Linked DNA regions of Mus musculus: region 1 is linked to region 2. A link is a contact called in public Micro-C data. All regions are on one chromosome and are shown on one strand. Each heading gives the region's core, a stretch centred on a gene start, on an enhancer-like site or on the middle of the called end of the contact. The rest is flanking DNA. Distances are from core to core; before and after follow the strand shown.

Region 1 (6,081 bases), core at 2,430-4,929, 9.2 Mb after region 2:
ATGTTGGGCTACTTTTCTGTTATCTTTTCAGTTATAATATAATCTTTCTGTCCTTAGTAGGCTTAAGGTGGTGCCCAACGTAAGTGCTAGAGTGCAGCTCTCTAGACGTTCATTAAATTATACCCGTAGTATCATACAAACTGTTTACTGTGTAAAGCTCCAAGCAATAGAATGGCTTGTATCATCTCTCACTTAGCTGCAATATATATATATTCAATTACTTCTGAAGATATCAAAGATCAGGAGCAACAGATCCAAATTAAGGAAGATAATATTCACAATGCCTGCCTACTGTCAGTATCCTTTTTTTTTTTTTTATAATGTAGACTGTAAAGTTTAAAACTGTAACAGTGGAGATAGGCTTGCCAGATAAGTCATCTCCTTTTCATAATGTAAACCATCTAGAAAGCCAGCCAACACTGTCAGCAATTTCTATTATAAAGCATGGGTGTGCTGTCCTCTCACACTTGAAAGGGTTAAGTGCCTACCAGGCCAAAGGCTCTAGACTGAAAAAGAAAATGTTGCTTTAGTCAGCTCTGAAAGGTTTCTAGCAAGTATCAAATACTTGTTGATCTGCTCACAATGAACACCAGCAGGATTGTGAGGCTCCTTTCTCTATCTGGGGAGATGCATTTACATACTGTCCCCAGTAGGAACAGCGTGTTGGTTTCCCTTTAGAAAAGCTAAGTAGCTCGAAGCCCCATTCAGTGTCTCCTGACTGAAAGAAGACAGCAATTGAAACAGTGAAGTCTCTCCCCTCCCGGTTCGGGGCAGCTCAAATACTGTGCATAAAACACTTGGAGTAGTTCAGGCAAACCCACCTGAATGGGCCAAGGAACACTGTCTGTAGCCATGGCAACCTGATCTAATTACATGAGTGATCAGGGCTGGAGTAAGTGTACAGAAAACTAACACCACAGACAGTATCTATGATGAGAGAGGCAGACAGGCAGGAGGCTTCTCAGCCTCAGCTTTATGTGGAAGGTGGCGTTCAAGCCAATTTATTTGCAAAGCTGCTAAAATATTGACTGATGCGTGGCCAGTTAGAGGACAATCAGAGGAGATTAAATGCCACAGCTAAGCTGTTATGGTGCAATCCCTTTCCAAGAGTTCTTGCGCATGTTTTTTCTTCTCTCTGGTGGCTACCTCTAGCTTCCCCTGGCATAAGCTTCATTCAAAAATAAAATAAAAATAAAAACCCTCGGCTATCAAACTGTCTTAGCTACCCACCCACCATCAGTAAACCAGAGGGTAGGCTTAACCCAGGCTTCTAGGAATGGCAGGGCTCTTCATAAAGCTGGACACGGTTTAGCAAACACTATTGCAAAAAAGTAACCAGCTGCGCCTAAAAATACCCAGCATGTAACTACCTTGTTGCCTACGATCTATAGCAGTGCTGTTTAAATATTAAGAAGAGCTCGCATTATAAAACAGAAATGTCACTGAGATGACACTACTAGGTTGCTACAGGGAAACATAGGGCATACACACATTCCCCTGCATACCAGGCAGAATGTGAGGTGAGAACTCTAAAGCATTACTTTTTATTCTGTAGGTGGTGTGGGGTCTTCTAATTTTACTAATTGTATCCTGTGGCTCTCTCTCTGACAAACTAAGAAACCTCTTCGGGGACAGAACCAGTTTGGAGGAGTTCCTACTGCACAACATACGGTAAACAAAATAAAAATAGCTTGCCTTTCTTGTTAGCCACATAGCGCATTATATAACCAGCTTCCGACTGGCTTCTTTTTTTTTTTTTCCGCCCTTACTACTCTTCAGCAATTTCCCAACCTTCCCCAAGTATTTATATTGCCCTCTTATCTGTAGGATTATACAGCAAGAAAGCAAAACAAAACAGGACAGCCACGGGATCGAACTAAACCCCATCCTCTTACCCCTGATCCTCCCCCCACCCCACCCCCCGCGCCCCTGGCAGAGTCTAGATACAGCACCCTACTTCCACCCCCCACCACTAAGGTCCTTGCTCAATCTCCCTAGAAAACCTGAATTGTTTCACCTCTTGCAGTCAGCTCTCTACGTGGTCTGAAATAAAATGAAAGCGCACAAGCCACAGAGTTGAAGGAGGCGGCTCAAGAGAGGTCGAAGCGCTGCAGAGTCAACCAAGGGACCACCGTGGACCCCCACCCCCACTCCCCGCTCCCCATCGCGATGGTCCTGGTCCCCGCCCGGCGCGCGAACACACGCACACACGCACCTACACACTCACACGCACTTACTCCCTCCTCTCCGACCCCGCCTCACCTCTCGCTCCGCCCGTCCGGCCCCTTCCCTGCCCCCTGCGGGACCGGCCTGCGCGCTCGGCTGCAACCACGTAGGAGGCGGCGGCGGTGGCGGCGGCAGCCCTGGCAGTGGCAGTGGCGGCGACTCGGGCCCCGAGTGAACGAGCCGCGGGGCTCCGGGGCACATCCCAATCCCCGCAGCGCCTCCTCCGCCGCCACCTCCTCCTTCCCCTCCTCCCGTCTTCATTCACCCTCTCTGCCGCCGCGCAGCAGAGCAGTCCCGGCGCAGGGCAGCGCCCGCAGCTCCTCCGCTACTGCTGCGGGCGCCGGCAGAGTCGCCGGGCCGGGCTGGGGCGCTCGCGGGCTCCCGGCTCCAGCTCCGGCGGTGGCGGCGGCGTCTGCTGCTGCTGCTCTGGATCAGGAAGCGGCCGCACCAACAGGGCGGCGGTGGCAGCTGCAGCTAGGGCCGGTCTTCTCCCGCTGCGCTGCGATGGCCCGCGCGCCCTTGCCTCCTGAGGCGCCACCTCTCCGCGCCCCTAGCCTCACGCAAAGTCCCCTCTTGGTCCCCTCGTAGCCCCGAGAGGCTGGCCTAGGCGGGGAGACCCCAAGCTCGGGGTTGCCTCTGTCAAGCTAGGCGACCCCGGGCGGGGAAGCCCAGCCCTCCCTCGAGCCCCCGCAGCGCTCACCGCCCCCACCCGGGAGGGGGGACTGGAGAGGAGCGAAGAGGGCAGCGCGACCCTCCGCGGCTGCCGCCTCCCCCTGCGCCACACGGAAGGAGGAGGACCGGGCTCTATCCGCTCGCCGCCGCCGGACCGGCAGCAGCCGAAACGGGGCGCCGCCGTTCTCCCCACCCGCGCCCCCCGCCCGGGCGCGCCCCCTCTCCTGGCGGCCGCCCACCCAGCCCCTATCTGCTGCCCTTGCTAGCCGCTCCTGCTCCCAGAGGGGGTCCCGAGCCGGGAGGCTGGAGCCGGGCACTAGTGTATGTACACACAGTCACACATACACTCGCGCGCGCGCCTGCACACACACACACACACACACACACACACACACCACGACGCGTCGGTTTCCTTCGCTCCTCTTCCAGCTGTTTTCCGTGCAGCCCATTGAGACTGGGGGAGGGGGGGTGTATGCTGGATGTTCTTTGGCCCCTCTCCGGAGAGAGCAGATTGGGGTGCGGGAGGGGGTGATTTTAATCTAAATCGGGGTGGAAGGGGGAGGGGGAGAGAAAGAATCAGAGGAGGAAAAAAAATAGCCACTTACTGTAAAGTGTAAATGGATCTGGGGTTGCGTGGGGAAGGGGTAACAGAGGGAGAGACACAGTGTCCTGCGGCTGCTGTAGCTCTAGCTGCGGCTCCACAGGGCTTGTTTTGGATCCCCCTGCAGTGAAACAGGTCCTGTACGGCTCCTCCACTGTAGTAGAAATGATGTCTGCGGTATACTCTGCTCTCTCCTCCTCCTCCTCCTCCTCCCCCCTCCCCTCCCTCCTCCCTCCGCCCGCCCTCCCTCCCTCGCGCTCTCTCTCGCGCTCGCTCGCTCGCTCCAGTATGTAAATGTGTAATAGAAGCCAAATATGGAGCAGTTGGCTGCCGCCGCCGCAGCTCAAGGATCCGACTTCATGGGGGGGGAGGGGGGGGGGAGGCACCCTCTGGCAGGCGGCCCGGCGAGCCGCACAGAGCACGGCGAGCGCACGGCGCGGCTGCCGGCCCGCGCCCTTAACCCTTCTATGCACCCGGGCTGGAGCGGCGCTCGCTCCAGGGGAGGCCGGGTTGTCTCTCCGCAACTGTGGCTCCGGATCCCCGACACCGACCGGAGGGGACTGTGCCTTCCAGGTTTGAGAAAGGGGCGGGGAAGTTGGGGCGATGAGGTCATTGGAGTGGTGACCGATCGGTGCTCGCGCGCCTCCCCGGCTCCCTGCAACCTAGTTGGAGGGGGACAGGGTGAGTGCAGGGTGCAACTCAGGCAACCTGGGAGACTCGCAGCGACGGGTGTCAGGATTTGGCTCCTACTTGGTAAAATACCCAAGGGGGCGGGGAAGTCGGCTGATTTCTAATTACGAAGTGCCCTTGGTGCCCCCCGGGTGAGCATCTAAAGAGGACTCATTGTATCCTTACTGTTAACCCTCCAACCCGCCAGCCCTGCGTCATCCGAGGCAAGGCCCGCGCCTGCTGCCTTGGCTTGCAACTCGGGAAAGTTCTCAGGCTTCCCCAGCTTGCACTGGCACCCTCACCTTTCCTGCCTGGACAAGCTGGCGACCTCCCGGTCCTCCTTTCAAATTCTGCTGGTCTCGAAATCTGCTGTGGGCATGGAACGCCTCAGCTCTAGCTAGCCCTGGTAACCGACCTCACTCACTCCTCAGGGCTAACTGTGGATCATTCATTTCATCGCAAGCGAGGTAACCTGTGCACTGAGCAGTCAGTCGATGGTGGTTCTCGGGGAAACCAAGCGAAGGAACGCTCCCCCACCCACCTTGTCCCGGTGGCTAAACGCAGACGTGGACTCCCCACCCGGCCCCCTCCGGCTACACCTCAGCCAAGCGTAAGCTCGAGGGAAGAACTCTTCTCTGGAGGCGTTCACCTTGCCAACAGGTGTGGCACCCGAAAGAAGAGCCATCACATCCCCACGAGGGTCGCTCAGTGCCGCGTTCTCTTTGCAGCAGAAAATTCTTGAAGACCAGTAGGTGTCAGGCCAGCATCTGACCTCTTTCAGGTGCTTAGAACTGAGAGTCTGGAAACTCGATCCCTTGGTCTCGCTGGAAGCCACTACTATTTATTGACTCTAAGCCGGATTTGAGAGACCTTTTGGCTCCGTTTACGTATGACCCAACAATTAGTCACTGTCTGAAGCAGCGTACAGAATCACCAAGAGAAACGTGTGCGCGTTTAAACTACTGTATTGTGGAGCCGGCACTTCAGAAGTTAAATTAAAAAAATAATAATAAAATAAAATAAAAGAGATGCAGTGGTGTGTGTGTGTGTGTGTGTGTGTGTGTGTGTGTGTGTGTGTGTGTTTGTGGTGTAGGACACATTATCTATTCTCAGGTTTTGAAATACCGTGCACACATCCACGGTTGCTTAAATAGAACTACAACTGTTCCCTCTCACCGCCCCCCCCCGCCCCCACTCCCTATAAACTGTGTTGTTCACTTGAGGATCCGCGATTATTAGACTTCATATGCTAAAGTGACATTGTTGGTCTCATTACAGCCTCTAGTGGACGGTTAACGTTGAGTTTCCTGTCGGGGCTCTGTCTAGTTTTGTTTTCCCTCCTGAGCTTTATCCAGGTGAAGGTTAACAGTTCAGAGCTTAACTGACTGGTGTCTTTTCGCTCCCTCTTGGTAAAGCTGTCTTTGAAATGGAGCAGACGCTCGCTGGCTGCCTGTGGGAAAGGCGTCTGCTTTGTGCTACAGGTATTGTTCCGGCTGGCCTGTGAAACCGACAAAGCTTCTGTTATTCGCTTCACTTGCAGACAGCTTTCATATAAAAAAAAAAACAAATTTAATCTAAAATATTTTTATAACAGAAAATATTGGTTGCCATGTTTTTGGCATAACTGAGATGTTTTTATTCCAGCTCATAATCTGTAAACTGTCCAATCCACCTCCACTCTATTTTTAGACATCTTATATTTAGAGAATTTTCAAGGGGAAAAAACCTCCTAATATTGTAATTATTACGTTGGTGCAAGCAGTTAATTTGCATTATTTTAACAACCTTAAACATATTAAAACACATAATTCATATTAGACGTAGTCGATTAATTTAAATGTTCCCTGAAGAAAGCTAAATATGTACATTATCCATACAGTAAAAATAATTAATAAGAAATGTGTTGTTTACTT
Region 2 (5,917 bases), core at 1,229-3,728:
TCTATAATGTATGTTACAAACATGCCTTTGCGAGAAGAAAACAAAATGCAACCTAGCCTCTCTGGCCGCAGGCCCTTCCTCACTCATTGCTCCTCCCCCTTCCCCCAAAATCAGCGTTGGATTTTAAAAGAGGGCTTGGGGCTTTCTGGAGGCGGGAAGCTTTCCTGTCACTTTATTTTTTTTCCAGGCGTTGCTGGAGCAGACCCCGCAGGGCGCATGTGTGTGAGCGTGTGTAAAATACGAATTCGGGAACAGTTCTGTGTCTAGAAATTGTGGCTTCTAGAGCTCTTGCACTGGAAAGCCGGAAGCAGTGCGCGGGACAGAGGGTGCAGGCACCACACATCGGTCGAGTTCCCAGTCCTTTCTGAACCCGGTTTCTGTAACCCCGAGACAGGCAGCCGGCCTGTCTCCTCTGCATCCCCATCCAGTGCGGTTTCCATGTTCTCATTCATTTCTTGGACCTCTCTCATTCATCCCAAACTTCCTCATTCGTTCTCCATCCTCTACTTCCCCGCCCCTCCCCAACCCCCACGCTTCTTGCCAAATGTCAGTAATTTGGGACAGCTTCTATCCATGAATTAATAAAGACTGAGGCTCCAATGGGGGGCGGGGGAGAAAGGTAGATATTTAGGAACATACATTTTAATTCCACTATGAAAATTTTGGTCATCTTCAGGCTGAGGTTCATCAAATGCATCTCTCCTGAAATTACTGTTTCATTATTTCTATTCTCATCTACTAGGAAAACAGAGTCCCCAAACATCCTCCAGGTGAAGTCCCTATCTTAAAACATTAGCTGTTTCTTAATCTATGAACATTAGTCGTCTAACTGCAAAATGCCACACTCACTTATTTCTAACACTTACAGCATTTGCTGCCCTTGGGATCTATGTCCTAGGATGGTTGCAGCTCTTTGAACTAATGTCAAAGGCACAAAACCACCAGATGCAAAGCATTAAGTCATCTCCTAAAATTAAAGGAAAAGGCAACATCCCGGTGCATGCTCCTTGCTTTGCAAAAATCCCAGTTTCTGCAAAACAATAAACAAATAAACAACCAAAAAAATCCCCCAAACAAATTCTCAAGAATATGGCAAATGCATATGGACCCCATAGAAAGAATCAGTTTTAATGCTCCGAAAGCCCCAATTTCTCTATATTTCTTATGAAGAAAAAATGTTAAGTATTTCTTCTCTTGTCCCACACAAATTCCCTGACGCACCCCTGAAATGCTGCAAGGATTTGTCTGTAAAGAACGCTCCAGCCTGGCACGAACAGTTTTCTCCATCTGCAGAATAACCACTGGGAGACTTTCTATTTTTTTCCTTTTGTCCATTCTATTAATAAGCTGCTTTAATTTCCCTTTTCAGTTACATTAATTAATGTTTCCATCCAGTATCACATAAGCGGATTCACTAGTACTTAAAACATTTGCATTTTGGATGGAAAAATATAAACTTTAAAAAAGCCTCCCAACAGTGTAGCTGAGACTCACATTCCTTAACATGAAATGGGGGGGGGGGCTAAATAAATCCATCCAATAAACCGCCACAAACAAAAATTACAAACCCACGAAAAGACAAAATGCGAACACGTTAAACCACTTTCCTGTATAAAAATAATAGAGATGCTAATCTGCCAAAAATCACAGACACACATGACCCTGAAAAAGTATATCAGTGAATATTTGGTTGATTTATCCTTCTCGGAGTAGTCTGCGGTGCCCGGAGCAAACGCTGCAGCTAAGATCTAGGGGGAGGGGCGGAGGAAGGACAAAGTTCTAAATGCTGCAGTTTGAGGGCAGCCTTAGAATATCTTTGCTTTCTGCATATAAACTTTTCAGCCCTAGCTACCTAGGCATCTTATTCCTCCCTTTACCTTTTGACCCCTCAAGATAGTATCTTGCAGTATAACAGGGGACAAATGCTACGAGCGCTCAGATCCTGTTTTAACCCCAAAGAGGGAGGAAAAAAATGGATGTGCGCTTTGGAGAAAAGGGAGAACCCCCCTTGGAAAACAGCCGGTCACACACACACACTTCCCTGCAAAAGAAATCACTTTCTTTAGGAAAACCAAACCAGAACTCCTTCCAGAGTCCCCAAGAGCTAATGCCCCGACTCAGGGAGTCTGCAGGGTTTTCTGCAACCAGCGGCAGACCCTGGCCAGCAAGTCCCCTTAGGCGCCTCTGGGGTAGGCAATCTCCGGTCGCCTACCAAGCCGTACCGGGCGGCCACTTACCTATTTGCACCGCGAGGATCAGTGAAATATATCTGCCGTTCAACTTAAGTCCCATCCTACGTTTAGTCAAACCATTTGCGACCGCAGACCTTTAAATAGTTAGTTTAGAGAACGCGGGGGAAAGCTGAAAAATAGGCATTGCCAACAAGTTCCGGGAGCGACAGAGACTTTATGCACTGGGAAGGCAGAGGGAGGAGAGAAAGAGAGGGAGCGAGGAAGAGACAGAAAGAGAGTGAGAGAGTGAGAGGCTGGGGGGGGGGGGGGAGAGCTGGGAATGGTTCACTCCATTAGGAGGGGGCGGAGGAAGTACAGCCTCACGCCCACGAGCAGGCCTGACGTGGGGGATGACACGGATTGATTTTTTTTTTTTTTTATAATATAGACACCTTGGTAGAGAATCACCATTTATAGTCATAAGACTCTGGAATTAATCAGATATCTCCAATTAATGTGCGATCTCAACGAAATCTCGCCTCTCTGTAGTGACTGATTTTCATCCCAGTGGCCACCCCCGCCTCCTCGTTCCAGGGGCCCCCAGCCCCGCCCCCTCCCTGCGCAGAATCGGGGCTCCCTCTCCTCTCCCCGCCCCGGAGACGGGGAGTCCTGGTGCGCCCACTCGATTGTTCAACCTGCTCCCTCCTTCACTGGCGCCACAACGAACCCAGACACTTCCAACCCTGCAGAGAGGTTTGGGGAGCTTTGGGCCCAGGGAGGACAGAGGGGAGAGACTCCTCCGGTCCGAATCACCCTTCTCTCGCCCTCAGTGGGGTGCAGACCCCCTCACTTGCCTACCCTAGTTTTCTCTCCAGCCCCACAGTTGAGCTCTAGGCGCAGCCTAGAGCGCGTGAGCACATAACCCGGCCCCCCAGCACACGCACACACTCACAAAAGCGCACGCCCGGGAGCGCCCCCGAGCTCGCCCGCACACTCCGCACGCGAGCGCGCGTACACACCCAGGCCCCGGGGGTTCGTTCGGCTCGCATGGGGGCCCCCAGAAATAGACTCTGCGTGCCCTCTTGTGAATGTCACTATTCGCGACGCTCACCCACCGAGGGGCATCTATACCAGGCATAGAGACACCTATTTTAGGGGGTTGGAAAGGCTGTCGGGCAAGAAGCCTAGGCTAGGGTAAATTTCGGTTTCTTGTGGTTTACAAACTCTTCGCGCTTTAGGAAATTTCCAAGGCAAGCTCTGGTGTACAACTCCTTTCTGGGGCCTCCTGAAGTCATCTGTAGGGTCACACTGACATGTTGATACACGCACCCACGTCCATCACGTACACACCCAGACCCACACACACCTGCGCTCTTTATTTTATTTTTTGATGATCCAGCACTGACTGCAGTAAAGAAATATCTCTTCAGCTGCGTTCGTGCAAGGTCCTGTAGTGGATCGTGTAAGATGGAAAAATAATCAGGGCTACTTCTTAAATGAAATTAAGTTTTGATTTTTTTTCTCCTTTTCTGCAATGCACCACACCCTCTTTCCCAGTCTGAATTCTAGCGTCTTTAATCAAATGTTGATGGCCGCATTGGCTAACTGTATTACTTGAGCCAATGAAGAGATATGCGAAAGGAGAAAAATAAAAGAGCCTTCATATTTTATAAGACTGCAGGGCGACCGCGTAAGGCTAGGTTAGTGGCAGAAATGAAAGGGGATTAGGGAGACCGGGCTTCCGTTTAATTTGCCTTTCGAAGCCCCTGCACTGGGAGCCCACACAGTCAGCCATCTGTGCACACAGACGGAGAAAGGGAGAAAAGGGTGCAAAACTGGGGTCAGGTGACGGGCGGTGGAGGGACTGAGTAGGACCGCGAGGGTCTTGAGGCAACTAGAAGCTGAAAAGCGCGCACCGAGGGGACCCAAGCTTGCAGCCCTGCAGAACTGCAGAACCAGGGCAAGCTGCCACGGCTGTAGGGGCGGAGCCACGTCCCTGCCCCTGGTGATGTCAGTGGTGGGTGGGCGGGGTAGCGGGGGCGCGCTTTCCCGGTGTCCAGGGGCCCAGTGGCGGGGCCAGGAGTTTCCTGCCCCAGTGTTCAGAGGCTCCCAGAAAAGCAGAAAAGGTGGGCGGGAAGGAGGCGGGGCGAGAAGGGTGGCGAGTGGGGGGGGGGGCGTCCCTCGGACCCTCCCCCAATGCTCTCCAATGGTAGAGAAGGGGCTGGCAAGGGGCGGGACCTCAAGGTTGGAAGCTCTTCCCCCATACTCCCTTGTCCCTTCAGGGTTCCACGCACAGGGCCACCGGTTTCCCCATCTTCCACCCACGTCCGTGGCTCTGAGCCGAGTCCTCCTGTCTCCGCTCCAAAGTCTCAGAGCCTGAGTACCCGGGAATTTACATTTCGTACCCTCAACGTCCTTGCCTTCTCCCGCTCACGCATCGGGACCTTCTAGAACATTTTCAGTGGGTGCCATGGGATCTTCCCTACTACATCCCTTCTCACTTAAAACCAGAGGCTTCAGGTGTGAGGAAGCTGCATTGAAAAACTAAATGGAGCTGAGTGAATCGTGCGCTCAAGGCGTCTGCAGTCCTGCGCGCCTGCGTAGATTCTGAACCCGCTGTTCCTTGCCACCTGGGTGCCTGCTGGTCCTTCCCTTTACACTGGCCCCCTCTACTTCCTGGCCTCCCTTCCCTGGTACAAGGCTTAAAAAAAGTGAAGCAAGAGTCTGGCAGAGGTACAGTCCATAAATAATCCGGGAGAATGAATAATTGAAAGCAGATGCTAACGATGTTTTTGTTTTTGAAATTTCTAACCTTTAAAAATCACAGGTCATTCTTCAGTCTAGGCCCAGGAAGGCTTTGTTTCTTCCTATTTTTAACCGAAGGGAAATAAAAGCCAAGATCATGGGCAAGGATGACTGAGATCACAGGGCAGTATTCATGGTTGAGGGTGGACTGGAGGTCATTTCTTTTATTAATTTGAAAAGCCTATTCATGTCATACTTAGCCCTGTCCTTCACATGACCTTGGGCATCCCTGGGAGGTTTGGGGTTTCATTCTCCCAATCTGAAAACGAAGAGGACAGGTCTATGATGCGATTTCCAGAGGATCTTCAACTCTACCTTTTTATGAATTAGAGCTTTCTTAGAATACCGTGGACATGTCTGTAAGAGGGGACGTCCAAGCCAAAGTATAATATCTAAGCAAAAAAATGTCTGTCATAGATCAACAGGGATAAAGATGGTTCCCCTTCCAATAACTAATTTTCCTAAATGCAGTACAAAACGTTTAAAAAAAAAAGAGTTCTTGGTGCTGTTTGGGTCTTCAGGCTGAACATGAGGAACACCAAATGTAGGTGTGTGTAAATGACAGGCAGGCAGAGTTCCTTTCCCTGAAACACCCAGGTTCTCTCTCAATTCAGGCTGGGCCACCACTCCAGTTTGGCTGAGCAGTTTATGAGCTGAGTTCCCTGCTCCCTCTTCTAGTTCACCATGCACAGACTTCCCAGAAGCTGCCATCTCAAGACACATCCCCTTGAAATTGTTTGTGAGAACAGTTGCCAGGACCAGTGGGAGTTCCCATTTCTGCCTTCTAGGCCAGAAAAGAAGCCGAACCAAGCACAGTGTTTACATCTGTGAAACGTCCTCATCAAACCCATTATCTTGTATGTGAAAGAAAAGTATTAGTTAAAAAACAAGATGAACCCATGTTAGCAGCCCCTTTTCTACCCTCAAGCTTACTCCTTGGT

Evidence for each region. Hi-C and Micro-C count contacts between places; a contact is called where the count stands out from the background.
Region 1: a contact with region 2 is called in a Micro-C map of embryonic stem cells, with 10 times the contacts expected there. The contact joins the promoter of Atxn1 here to the promoter of Nrn1 in region 2. A contact is called at or near these places in 1 of 39 promoter capture datasets (embryonic stem cells) and 1 of 484 Hi-C or Micro-C datasets (embryonic stem cells).

What each region holds. Positions count from the first base shown.
Region 1 is chr13:45,961,312-45,967,392 of GRCm38.p6, forward strand. It overlaps Atxn1 (ataxin 1), which reads right to left and starts at 3,680. Exons shown (of 8, transcript NM_009124.6): 1 at 3,504-3,680. 5033430I15Rik (RIKEN cDNA 5033430I15 gene) reads left to right here and starts at 3,913. Exons shown (of 2, transcript NR_167678.1): 1 at 3,913-4,072; 2 at 4,600-5,197.
Region 2 is chr13:36,731,999-36,737,915 of GRCm38.p6, forward strand. Nrn1 (neuritin 1) reads right to left here and starts at 2,479. Exons shown (of 3, transcript NM_153529.2): 1 at 2,238-2,479. The coding sequence starts at 2,292.